Linked DNA regions of Mus musculus: region 1 is linked to region 2. A link is a contact called in public HiChIP or PLAC-seq data. All regions are on one chromosome and are shown on one strand. The core of a region is the stretch at or near the end of the contact, and the rest is flanking DNA. Distances in the headings are between cores, read along the strand shown. Region 1 holds the start of Shisa7 (shisa family member 7). Region 2 holds the start of Lilra5 (leukocyte immunoglobulin-like receptor, subfamily A (with TM domain), member 5).

What was found. HiChIP or PLAC-seq counts read pairs in DNA pulled down with a chosen protein or histone mark.
Region 1: an H3K4me3 HiChIP or PLAC-seq map of bone marrow-derived macrophages shows a contact between it and region 2, with 4 times the contacts expected there. The contact joins the promoter of Shisa7 here to the promoter of Lilra5 in region 2. A contact is called at or near these places in 1 of 39 promoter capture datasets (cranial neural crest) and 1 of 115 datasets of contacts at active chromatin or transcription factors (bone marrow-derived macrophages).

Annotation. Positions count from the first base shown.
Region 1 is chr7:4,841,813-4,847,399 of GRCm38.p6, forward strand. Shisa7 (shisa family member 7) reads right to left here and starts at 2,884. Exons shown (of 6, transcript NM_172737.4): 1 at 2,793-2,884. It overlaps Isoc2b (isochorismatase domain containing 2b), which reads right to left. Exons shown (of 6, transcript NM_026158.2): 6 at 3,148-3,553. The coding sequence ends at 3,458. It overlaps Gm36127 (a long non-coding RNA gene), which reads left to right. Exons shown (of 2, transcript XR_881804.2): 1 at 1-184; 2 at 2,971-3,173.
Region 2 is chr7:4,233,909-4,239,307 of GRCm38.p6, forward strand. Lilra5 (leukocyte immunoglobulin-like receptor, subfamily A (with TM domain), member 5) reads left to right here and starts at 3,846. Exons shown (of 6, transcript NM_001081239.2): 1 at 3,846-3,883; 2 at 4,035-4,070; 3 at 4,228-4,512; 4 at 4,651-4,956. The coding sequence starts at 3,850.

The DNA of each region.
Region 1 (5,587 bases), core at 1,634-4,133, 610 kb after region 2:
CCTCTCAATGCTTAGACTAGAACTAGAATGTCCATGGAGGCGGATGATTTGAGCTACATCTTTGCTGCCTCTCCACAGCCCTCAGACCGGAGCGTGATGCATGTAAATGCTCAGGAAGACATCTACATCTTGCAAAAGGGTGAAGCAACTATGGGAAGTGGATACTCACATACCCAGCCCTCAGGTGAGAACAAAGCTCTAAGGGGTCTTATTGCCCTTCAGTGACCAGACTTGTGCTAGGCTGTGAACCTAGTCTAGATGGCTTTCTCCCACACACAGACAAGGGAGGTGAGACACCTAGAGACCCAGGTTTTCTGAGGGTAGCAGACGCAGCTATAGAGATCCCTTCATTCTTTGAGTACTGACAAGTACAATGGCAATCTGGCTGGAAGAATGAAGCCATCTGTGCTGATGGGGCGGAAGGCAGCTGTCTCCCTTGCTCAAAGGCTGTGAGTTGACAGAGGACAACCAGATGCAGCACCCAGTGCAGACACTGGAGACAAGGGGACCAGTTCTCTATTTTTCTCACACAGGACTGCTCAGACTCACAACAGCACTGATACTTGACACAGACCACAGAGCAGCTAAACTGCAGCCTCAAAGCAAGGGCACTCGGTGTCAGTCTGGTGATGCGCCTATACACCCTTCGAGAACATATGTGTGAGTGCGTGTGTGCGCGCACATACACATAATCACTCCACACGGACATATAAACATTTGTACATATTTTAACCATCAGTGTTCAAGGCTCATATGTTAAGGCATACCACAAACATTACATCTCTATACCAGCTCCCTGCACTGGGCTGGCGGGCAGGCAGGCAGGCGTCCTCGCTCATCCGAGCTCTGTCATGCAGCCCTATAGGTGCAATCACACTCTGGCCCAGCTGCGCAGAATCTGCAACTGGCATGTGAGAACTCCTGCCCCGCCCCCTCCCCGCCCCATCTCCTACTCCGCCCCAGCCCTACACCGCCCCCGACCTCTAGTTCTCACTCACAAGGCAATGTCCTCCTCCACAGCCTGAGGGGGTGGGTGGGAAAGGAGGCCCAAAACCCAGGTTCTTCCTTCGGTTGCACCTTGCTTGGTTCTCAAATCCAGCTCAGGACTTGAATGACACAAGGTGTTACAGAGAAAAAGAGCCAGCCTCGGAAAAGCAAGCCCCCAATAAGTCCTATCCCATCCCTGCCAGCTGGGGGTGGAGAATGCTGGCTAGGATGTCAGAAGTGGGCTGGGCTGGGTGGATCGGAGTGCCTCCCGAGGGTCCTTGCAGAGAACAGCAGCAGGTGGGGGGAGGCGTGGTGAGGACGCCTGAGAGCCGAGAAAGGGACGGAGGAACAGGATCCAGGAAGAGGGGAACGCAGACGAAAAGAGGAAGACAGAGATAGTCAGGGAAGAGACAGAAACCCGCAGAAGGTGGTACCAGAAGGATGGGTTAGTGATGGAAAGTAGACAGAGGCTGAGACACAGAGAGTAGGAGACCCAGAGAGAGAAACAGAGGCCCTGGGATTGGGAGGGGAAGTAAAAGACAGCGAGAGAAGTGAGATCTAGGGATGGGGAGGGCACAACCAATAAAGTCTAAAATGGCCCGAGTGGGGTCTGCAGGTGGCGGCTGAGGAGGTGGTGGTGGGGGCACAGATCAGGGAAGGGGGTAGGAGCATGTGGAAGGGGTTCCTAGGAATCTCAGGGATTAGGAAGTCGGTTTGAGGTGGGAATGCGGAAAGCAGGCAAGATTGGGGACCTGTAGAAGGAGGGAGAGGAGAGTAGCAGGTCCTGGCTACTGTGGCGCTGGGAAAGACCCCCAAATCCCTGCCTGCTAAGGATAGCGTGGATACCACATGCAGCGCTACTTTGTCTGGGCTGTCTGGGGTCCCTGCCTAGAGTCTCCGTCCATTCTCTTCTTAGGCCCCCTGCCTACGTGCAGCCGGCTGTCTTCTCTCTTTCTAACCTGGCTCTGCCGTCGGGTTTCTGTTCCTCTGCATCTCTGCGTCTGTCTAGGGCTCTGTCCGGATCTCTGTCTGGGCCCTCCATCCCCAACCTCCCCCGCCTGGATCTGTAGCCTCCTTGTAATTTCCACACCCAGTTCCTCTGTCAGGGGCTCTCTCAATCTCTGCTTGTCTGTCCCGGGATTCTGTCCCTTCTAAGTGTCTCATTCTCATCACTGCACTGTTCCCCGCCCTTTGAGCCCCTCACTCTTGAGCAGAGTGGGTGGGGGGCGCTGCGGAGGGAGCTGTGTGTTCCCAGCGCAAAATAGACTCCCGTTGCCATGGCGACGCGAGCGCGGCCTCGAGACGCAGGCTTCGGGCTGGGTGTGCGGAGGGGACACCTGGAACCGGAACGCGGGGGCCGGGGCTCCGACGCCCGTGTCCCAAGGGGCTCCGGAGGATGGATGGAACTCCTAGGTCCCCGGGGAGGGTGTACTGGGCTAGGTAACTTGTGGGAGGGGGCTGGGCTGCTAGGATCTGCGGCGGCGGTGGGTGAGTTTGATTGTCAATGGGGTTGGACTGGTCCTTGCATCTCTGGTGGACACGGGATGCCTTCAAAGGCCCCCAGGCTGGGGATGGAGTCTGCGAATCTCGGGTGAGGGTTTGACGCGGTGGAGGCGGAGGGGCGTCTGTAGAGTTTGAACACTCTGATCTCCAAGGGGCTGCAGAATTCTGCGTCTTGGGCGAGTAAGGACCACGGAGCAGCAACTGTCCATCCCATCCATTCACATACTTGTCCATTCCTCCCCATCCCTCTTTTTCCCCCGTGCCTCAGTTTACCCCTCCTCACCAGGTACGGATGCGCTCACCTCACTTTCCGGATGCGGGACCTTCAGGGAATCGGGGGTGGCAGCGTGGGGGCCAGCCAGGGTAGGCAGAGCGAGCGCGTGTCTGCCAGCCCGCGGGGCTGGGCGCGCGCGCGCTGATGGGGGTGGGGGCGGCAGGCTGCGTGGTGGGGACCCTGGCCGGCAGCTCTTTCTTTTGCAGATGCGCACCGGCCCCAGTGCAGATGTGGCCGCTGCCAGCCCTCGCCTGTGTCTCGCGCCGGCTTGGAGCTTGGAGAGGCGCCTCCCCCACCCCACCTGGAGGAGACCCCACTTTCTTCCTCCCACAGACCCTTGTAGCCCCCGTGATGCCCCCTAAACCCAATAATGGTTCGGTCCTCAGTCACATAAATGTTTATTCTCCGAGACAGGGTCCCAGTTGTGACATTTGTTCCCCCTCCTTTTCCCGCTTCGTGAAGTGGCCCGGGGCCCAGCCCCACCTCCACCTTTCTCTAAACCAATTCCCACCCAGCATCAAGGAATTTCATTTGCATTTCCGGGACCAGCTGCCCAATCGGAAGACAGAACCACGCCTCCTCTCCCACGGGGGCGGTTCTCCTGGCGGACTGCACCACTCTTGGGATCCATGGATGAAGGAAAAGTCATCCATCAACGTCTGGGTGACAAGGAGGGTGGGTGCTTCCTTCAAGTCAGGTCCTGGAGTTGGGCAACAGGGAGTTTTTCTTGCCTTGGAAGAAGCCTAACAGTCCGATGTCTGTGACTGGCTCCTTGAGGATCTTCTGAATCTGCAGGCAAAGGAGATGAGGAAGTGAAGAAGCCCTATCTCCGGAATAGAGAATCTGAGGAGCACCTCTTCATCTTGATCTCCCTTATTCTGACAGCATCGCTTCTCCAGTCAACTACTTCTTTTTCCTGTTTTCCAGGTGACCTCTCCCTCACACTTGCCTGGTTGAGCTGTTCCCCGCCATCTTGGTATGCTCTTGCCTTGGGACCACTAAGAGCAGATGGTTTGGGTTATCTTGTCTACCTCCATGTCCATCTTCTTCACTAGTCTCATCTTTCCTGGGTCATTCCTTTAGCTCTCAGCTCTCCCACACACAGACCCAACGAACTCATGAACTCTCAACGAATTTACACAACTCTCTCTTGGTGGAACAAGAATAATCAACCACATTACTGGCAATCAAACAGTCCAGCCAAGTTTATCTCCAGAAAATTATACCAAAAAATGCAAATCCTGCACCTCCACTTCTCTTCCCTGGTTAAACCCCACCACTGTTTATGGGATTTGTTGGTTTCCCTTCTTTGTCCCAGGCCACATAATGTAATCTTTTGACTATTCACCAATTTGATGGTGGCCAGCTCCTGTACTCTTTCTTTCTCAATGAAGCATAGTTGAGGTTTATTAAAGATATTTTAATATAGAGTTTAGGAACAAAGAGAGGTGCTTTTTCTCTTGCTTGTGGCCCCAGTAGTCTATGGAATTTCCTGGTAAGAAGATAAACACCAAAGCATGGATGTAGACTTCTCTAAAAGGGAGCTGACTCCTAACCTGCGCGCGCACGATCTGCGGCAGAGGACAGCACTCTCCCCACATGAGTTTTATTTCTTTGTTGATGTTGATTTGGTTGGGATAGAACCCAGGGCCTTGCCAAAGCTAGACAAGTACTCTGCAGACTGCGTGTGTGTGTGTGTGTGTGTGTGTGTGTGTGTGTACGTACATGTTTATGTGGGTATGTAAATGTATGTGAGAGAGAAAGAGACAATGGCTCGGTTATTGTGAAACGCCAAATCTTTCCTAAGACGTGGCCCAGGCTCCCTCCTCCCTCTCCTCCCCAACCTGACAGTATTGGCCACACTCAGCTACAATTATTGGACTGAGGGAAACACAGCCCTAGCTTCCTGGAAGCAGTATTCTCCTAGCAGCCTTAAGATGAAGATGTAGAACTCTCAGTTCCTCCTGCACCATGCCTGCCTGGATGCTGCCATGCTCCTGCCTTGATGATAATGGACTGAACCTCTGAACCTGTAAGCCAGCCCAATTAAATGTTGTTCTTTATAAGAGTTGCCTTGGTCATGGTGTCTGTTCACAGTAGTAAAACCCTAACTAAGACAATACTCATCATCAACTCCTTTCCTAAGCTCCTCCCAGATAAACCCACCTCCCCATCCCCGTCAATGGTAGCTGTGCTTTTTACTTTTAATAACCAACTGATTCCAATATGTGCTGCTCATATACTTTGTGGAGTGTGAGACCACACCCTTAAAGACAACTGTCTCCCAGAAGCTGTCAACTGTCCATAGGATTGGCTTTGTATCACCATGCTGTGATGCAAACTCCAGGAAGGCTGGACACTATCCCTGTCCTGAGTGTACCACAAGGGCTGGCAGGACAGATACTCAATAGAGCTGTATGAAGGTAAGGTAAGGTAAGGTAAGGTAAGGTAAGGTAAGATGACCTGAATGTTCAGCTCTGGGGTTTCCCCATCATTTTGAGGGTTCACAGACTCAGCATAGGGGCCTTGGACCTTGTGATGGTTTGTATAGGCTTGGCCCAGGGAGTGGCACCATTAGGAGATGTGGCCTCATTGGTGTCACTGTGGGCATGGGCTTTAAGACCCTCATCCTAGCTGCCTGGAAGCCAATCTTCTAGGTGTCTTTGGAACAAGAGGTAGAACTCTCAGCTCCTCCAGCCCCACGTCTGCCTGGACTCTGTAATATTCCCACCTTGATGACAATGGACTGAACCTCTAAACCTGTAAGCCAGTCCCAATGAAATGTTCTTATAAGAGTTGCTTTGGTCATGGTGTCTGTTCACA
Region 2 (5,399 bases), core at 2,596-5,095:
CTCTCCTATTATCCGTAGGTTTGGTCTTCTCACTGTGTCCTGGATTTCCTGGATGTTTTGAGTTAGGATCTTTTTGCATTTTCCATTTTCTTTGATTGTTGTGCAGATGTTCTCTATGGAATCTTCTGCACCTGAGATTCTCTCTTCCATCTCTTGTATTCTGTTGCTGATGCTCGCATCTATGGTTCCAGATTTCTTTCCTAGGGTTTCTATCTCCAGCGTTGCCTCACTTTGGGTTTTCTTTATTGTGTTTACTTCCCTTTTTAGGTCTAGTATGGTTTTGTTCATTTCCATCATCTGTTTGGATGTGTTTTCCTGTTTTTCTATAAGGACTTCTACCTGTTTGGTTGTGTTTTCCTGTTTTTCTTTAAGGACCTGTAACTCTTTAGCAGTGTTCTCCTGTATTTCTTTAAGTGAGTTAGTAAAGTCCTTCTTGATGTCCTCTACCATCATCATGAGATATGCTTTTAAATCCAGGTCTACCTTTTCAGGTGTGTTAGGGTACCCTGGACTGGGCAAAGTGGGAGTTCTGGGTTCTAATGATGGTGAGTGGTCCTGGTTTCTGTTAGTAGGATTCTTACATTTACCTTTCGCCATCTGGCAATCTCTGGAGTTAGTTGTTATAGTTGTCTTTGTTTAGAGATTGTTCCTCTGGTGATTTTGTTACCCTCTATCAGCAGACGTGGGAGACTAGCTCTCTCCTTTGAGTTTCAGTGGTCAGAGCAGTCTCTGCAGGCAAGCTCTCCTCTTTCAGGGAAGGTGCACAGTTATCTGGTGTTTGGACCTCCTCCTGGCTGAAGATGAAGGCCCAAAACAGGATCTTTCCCAGAAGCTGTGTTGCTTTGGCCAGGAAGGTGGCCGGTTGTTTGGAGCCGAAAATGGTGCCGCCTCAGAAGGTCTCTGGCTCTCGCCTGTCCCAGAAACTTCTGGCCTCTGTATTCCACACCCTCACCCGTCTGTCAATTTCATATATGTATGCAAATTATATTGATCATATATCCACCCATCACTTCCATACTTCTACTTGGACTCCATCCCTGAACCTTTTATCACATTTCCTCCCAATTTCCTGCTAAGTTAATATAATTTGTAATTAACTTACTGGAGTCCAATTAGTCCATGTGTATAGGGTCATCCGCTAGGGCATGAACAACCTTGCAGTGGCCATTCTTCTAAAGAAAAGTGATTTATCCCATCTCTTGTTCAGCAGCCATCAACTGCCAACAGTACACACACACACACACAAACACACACACACACACACACACACACACACACACAGGGATTTTGTATAGGTAACCTCAGCTGCTATATGTTTATGTATACAACAGCTATTCATGTTCATAAGACAGTATTTCACAGCCCCCGTCCCCATCCTCTGGCTTTTATATTCTTTCTACTCCTCTTTCATGATGTTCACTAAGCCTTGGTAGAAAAAGTGATACAGAGTTAAGGAGTTATAATTACTTGTTGTCTTTTGATCAGTTATGAATGAGCGTACTGCAAAAAGAAGCTTCTTCAAGAAAGGTGGATCAAAGCACAAGTTTATGAAGTGAATTACTGGCATAGTTTTGTTGAGTTGAAAGGTGATGTTCTCAGATCCATCTACCACTAATAGGATCCATGTGATGCTGTGGAGGTGGGGAGAGTGGAAAACAGTCCCTCATCTTCAGTGTTTGTGGAGTTCTGCATAGAGGAGTTTCTTTCCTGATACTCCCTCAGACTCTCACACTCCAACACAGCCTCTTCTATCACTTAAATAGAACTACTTTAAATGAAGGGTTCCAACCCACAACTTCTCACTAAAATGATACCTACCTACTTCTAGCTCTCTGTTCTATTCATTCCTGTTAGCAGTCTTGCCTTTCCTGACCCAGATTGTCTACAGAAGGTTTCTTCTAGTCTGACCTAGAAAACAGGAAGCTCAGGGAGCTTGTTCATCAGCTCTGCAATGTGGTATCTATTTCTCTACACTTGGCATATGCTCAGAATTGTGACTGTCAGGGAGGGCTTCAGTGGGACCCTCACATTCAGACTTATGTGATGGATGACCATGGGTGACTGTCTTAGTTTGGGTTTCAATTGCTGAGAAGAGACAGCATGACCAAGACAGGTCTTATAAGAGAAAATATTTAATTGTGGCTTGCCTAGAGTTTCAGAGGTTCAGTTCATTATCATCATGGTGGGAAGCATGACAGTATGCATGCGGACTTGGTTCTGGAGGAGATGAGAGTTCTATATCTTGATCTAAAGGCAGCCAGGAGGAGACTGTCTTCAGCAGGCAGGCAGGCAGCCAGGCAGGCAGAGCCTCTCTTTTGTCTTGGGCAGAGATTGAGCATAGAACTCCAAAGCCCATCCTCACAGTGATAAACTTCCTCCAACAAGGCCACACCCACTCTAACAAGGTCACACCTTCTAATAGTGCCACCTTCCATGGGGCCAAGCATATTCAAACTACCACAGTGACAAATACTGGAGTAGATCTGTCTTATGTATTCATAGAGCTCAGTGCTGACTGTGGGGTTTGGATAATGAATTTAGACATCCCAGCACTTGTCTGCAACGAGGAGATTGGAACCACAGATGGCTGTCTTTGCTAGAATTCCTGATCCTACCACTTGGAGAGCAAATTCCCATACAGAACTCCGAAGATGGCACATCCACTGTACTTCCTGCCCCTGTGATCTAGGAAATGGGTTCTTCTCCATTCAGGAATCTTTTATTCTCGTTTTCTTCCCCTGACCATGACTATCTGAAGTTTTCACACATATTATGATGGACCACGTGTAGATACATGGAACAGAGAAAGACAGACAGACACACACACACACACACACACACATTAGTGAGCACCTAAACGATGCAACAACAGCATGAACTTCTCATGCCCCAAACACTTGCTTTTGATGGATGAACTCATGAATGTCCCAGACACCATGGCACAATTCAATGCTCAATCTGAGTAGTGAACAACAGGCTGACAACAGGCTCCAAAGGTGGAACCTTAGCGATGAGATGCTAGTCTTCAAACTGGCACCACCAATGACTAACTTGCAGGTCTTAGGGAGAAAGCAAACCTTCTTCCAGCAAGGAGAACACGGCCCCAGAAAAAAACATAAACAGTGAGAAGGGAAGGAACAGCTCTGAGTATTGTTCTCAGAGAGATGGAGGCAGATGATGTTAGTAAGAAAAGAAAGTGAGGTCTATGCTGGGGGCTGTTCTTCAGGGGACAGTGACACCCACTCCCAGAACCACAAGAACAGCTATGTTTCCTTCCCCATCTCTGTGTGTTCCCCTCCATGCCCATCCCCAGAATGAAGCTCCCTGTGAGGGGCACAGTTAAATGCTCAGTGTGCCTGCTACTCTGCCCCCATCATGAACATCAATCTGCATCATCCCAGAAGAATGTTTATGGCTACAAGATAACTGATCTATGTAAGGACTCCCCAGAGCTTTGGAAGGATGAGCTGGAAGAGTGGATTCTCTATGGGGAGTTTTTAAGAGAGAAAGATCAATCTTTAGCCACCCTCAGCTGGAAGGGGCCAGCAAAGGAAGGTAACAAAGGTATTTTGTTTCTGCTGCACTCTTAATAATTGAGGTTAAGCGAGATGACCGTATCTGTAAGAATTTCTGGAGCTTATTCAAATCACAGTCCTGGGGAAATGAGAGGCAGTTGCCTAAGGAGGGCTGTTTCCCTTCCTGTGTGTACTCTGAAGGTTCCTCTGTGTAATCATGTGATTCTAGGAATCCCGCCTCTCTAAACGTCCCATACTTTGTGATATTTGTCGATCTGGCCAGACACTGTGGTCTCTCCCAAAAGTACAATTGCAGCCACTGAGAGAAAGTGCCATGACCTTCGTCTTCACAGCTGTGCTCTGTCTGGGTAAGATTTGAAGAGGAGAAGGGTAATAATGGCCATACAGCCGGGTTCTAGCCAATCAGGAAGCTTCAGGGTGTTTAAGAGATTCCAGTGAAGCGAAAGAGCGCTTAGGTAGGTGTTAGGGGCAAACTTTTCATGGGGGATTCTCTTCTAGGGCTGAATCTGGGCCAAGAGACCTCCATGTCGGAAGGTGAGTACTGCTCCAGATCGCTCCTCACTCGGGAACTGAAGCTTCCCCCGCTCAGTGGGGCTCGAGAACATCAGATGATACCAGGGAAGGGGTACTAGAGCTGAAGGCTGAGATCGAGGGGCGATATTGTATGACTGTTTCCCTCATTTCTTTGCAGGGAATCCGCACAAGCCAACCCTTAGTGTTCAGCCAGGATTGGTGGTTGCCAAAGGGAAGCAGGTGACCATCTCATGTGAGGTGACCACAGGGGCCCGGGAATACCGTCTTTATAAAGAGGGGGGTCCACATCCTTGGCGCACACGGAACACTCCGAAGACCACAAACAAAGCTCAGTTCTTGATCCCATCAATTGAACAACGATCTGGGGGGATATATCGCTGTTACTATAAGACCCCCACTGGGTGGTCAGAGCACAGTGACCCTCTAGAGCTTGCAGTGACAGGTGAGAGAACACTCAGTCCCAAGCTAAGCACCTCAGGAAAGGGGTCTACTTTCAAGAGTGTCCTGTCTCACAGCTCAACACTGGAAGGCAATGCAGCCTGGATAGTCCCACTTAACACGCTACAACTTTCTCTTCTAGGACTCTATAGTAAACCCAGCCTGTCCACCCAGCCCAGCAATGTTGTGAATTCAGGGGAGACTGTAACCCTTCAGTGTGTCTCAACACTGGGATTTAACAGGTTTGTTCTGACCAAGGAAGGAGAACAGAAGTGGTCCTTGATCCAGGAATCAGAGTTTATAAACTCTACGGGGCAATTCCAGGGCCTATTTACTGTGGGCCCCGTGACCCCCAGTCAAAGGTGGATATTCAGATGTTACGGCTATCATGTCAACAGCCCCCAGGTGTGGTCGGAACCCAGCGATCTCTTGGAAATACATGTGTCAGGTGAGAAAGCTCCAACATTAACTCAGTTAGTGGTTGACAGCATAAGTTCATTGCCAAGAATTTTGCTTTTCCTAAGGGAGTCCCAGGAAGTAAGAGGATAAGAGAAACTGAACTGGAGCCCCAGATTAGGAGGAGTACTGGCACTTGCAGGTAGAATATGGAGGGTGGGGTGGTGCTTGACAGGTGGCAGCTCTTTGATCCCTCAGGCCATTTTCTCCCTAGGGCTGCCTCAAAAGCACTCACGGCTTACTTGTCCAAACTCTCAATCTTTCCATTGGAGAGAACCTAACTGTTGTTTATACATAGATTATTATGAAAGACTTCTCTGTCCAAGGGTTAGGGAAGTGACCTCATCCACAGCCCTGGCCTGTTATTTACCAAGCAGGGCTCTAAAGGCCAACTTCCCTTTGGACCCCTACCGGGGCTGGTCCAGATGCTATAGT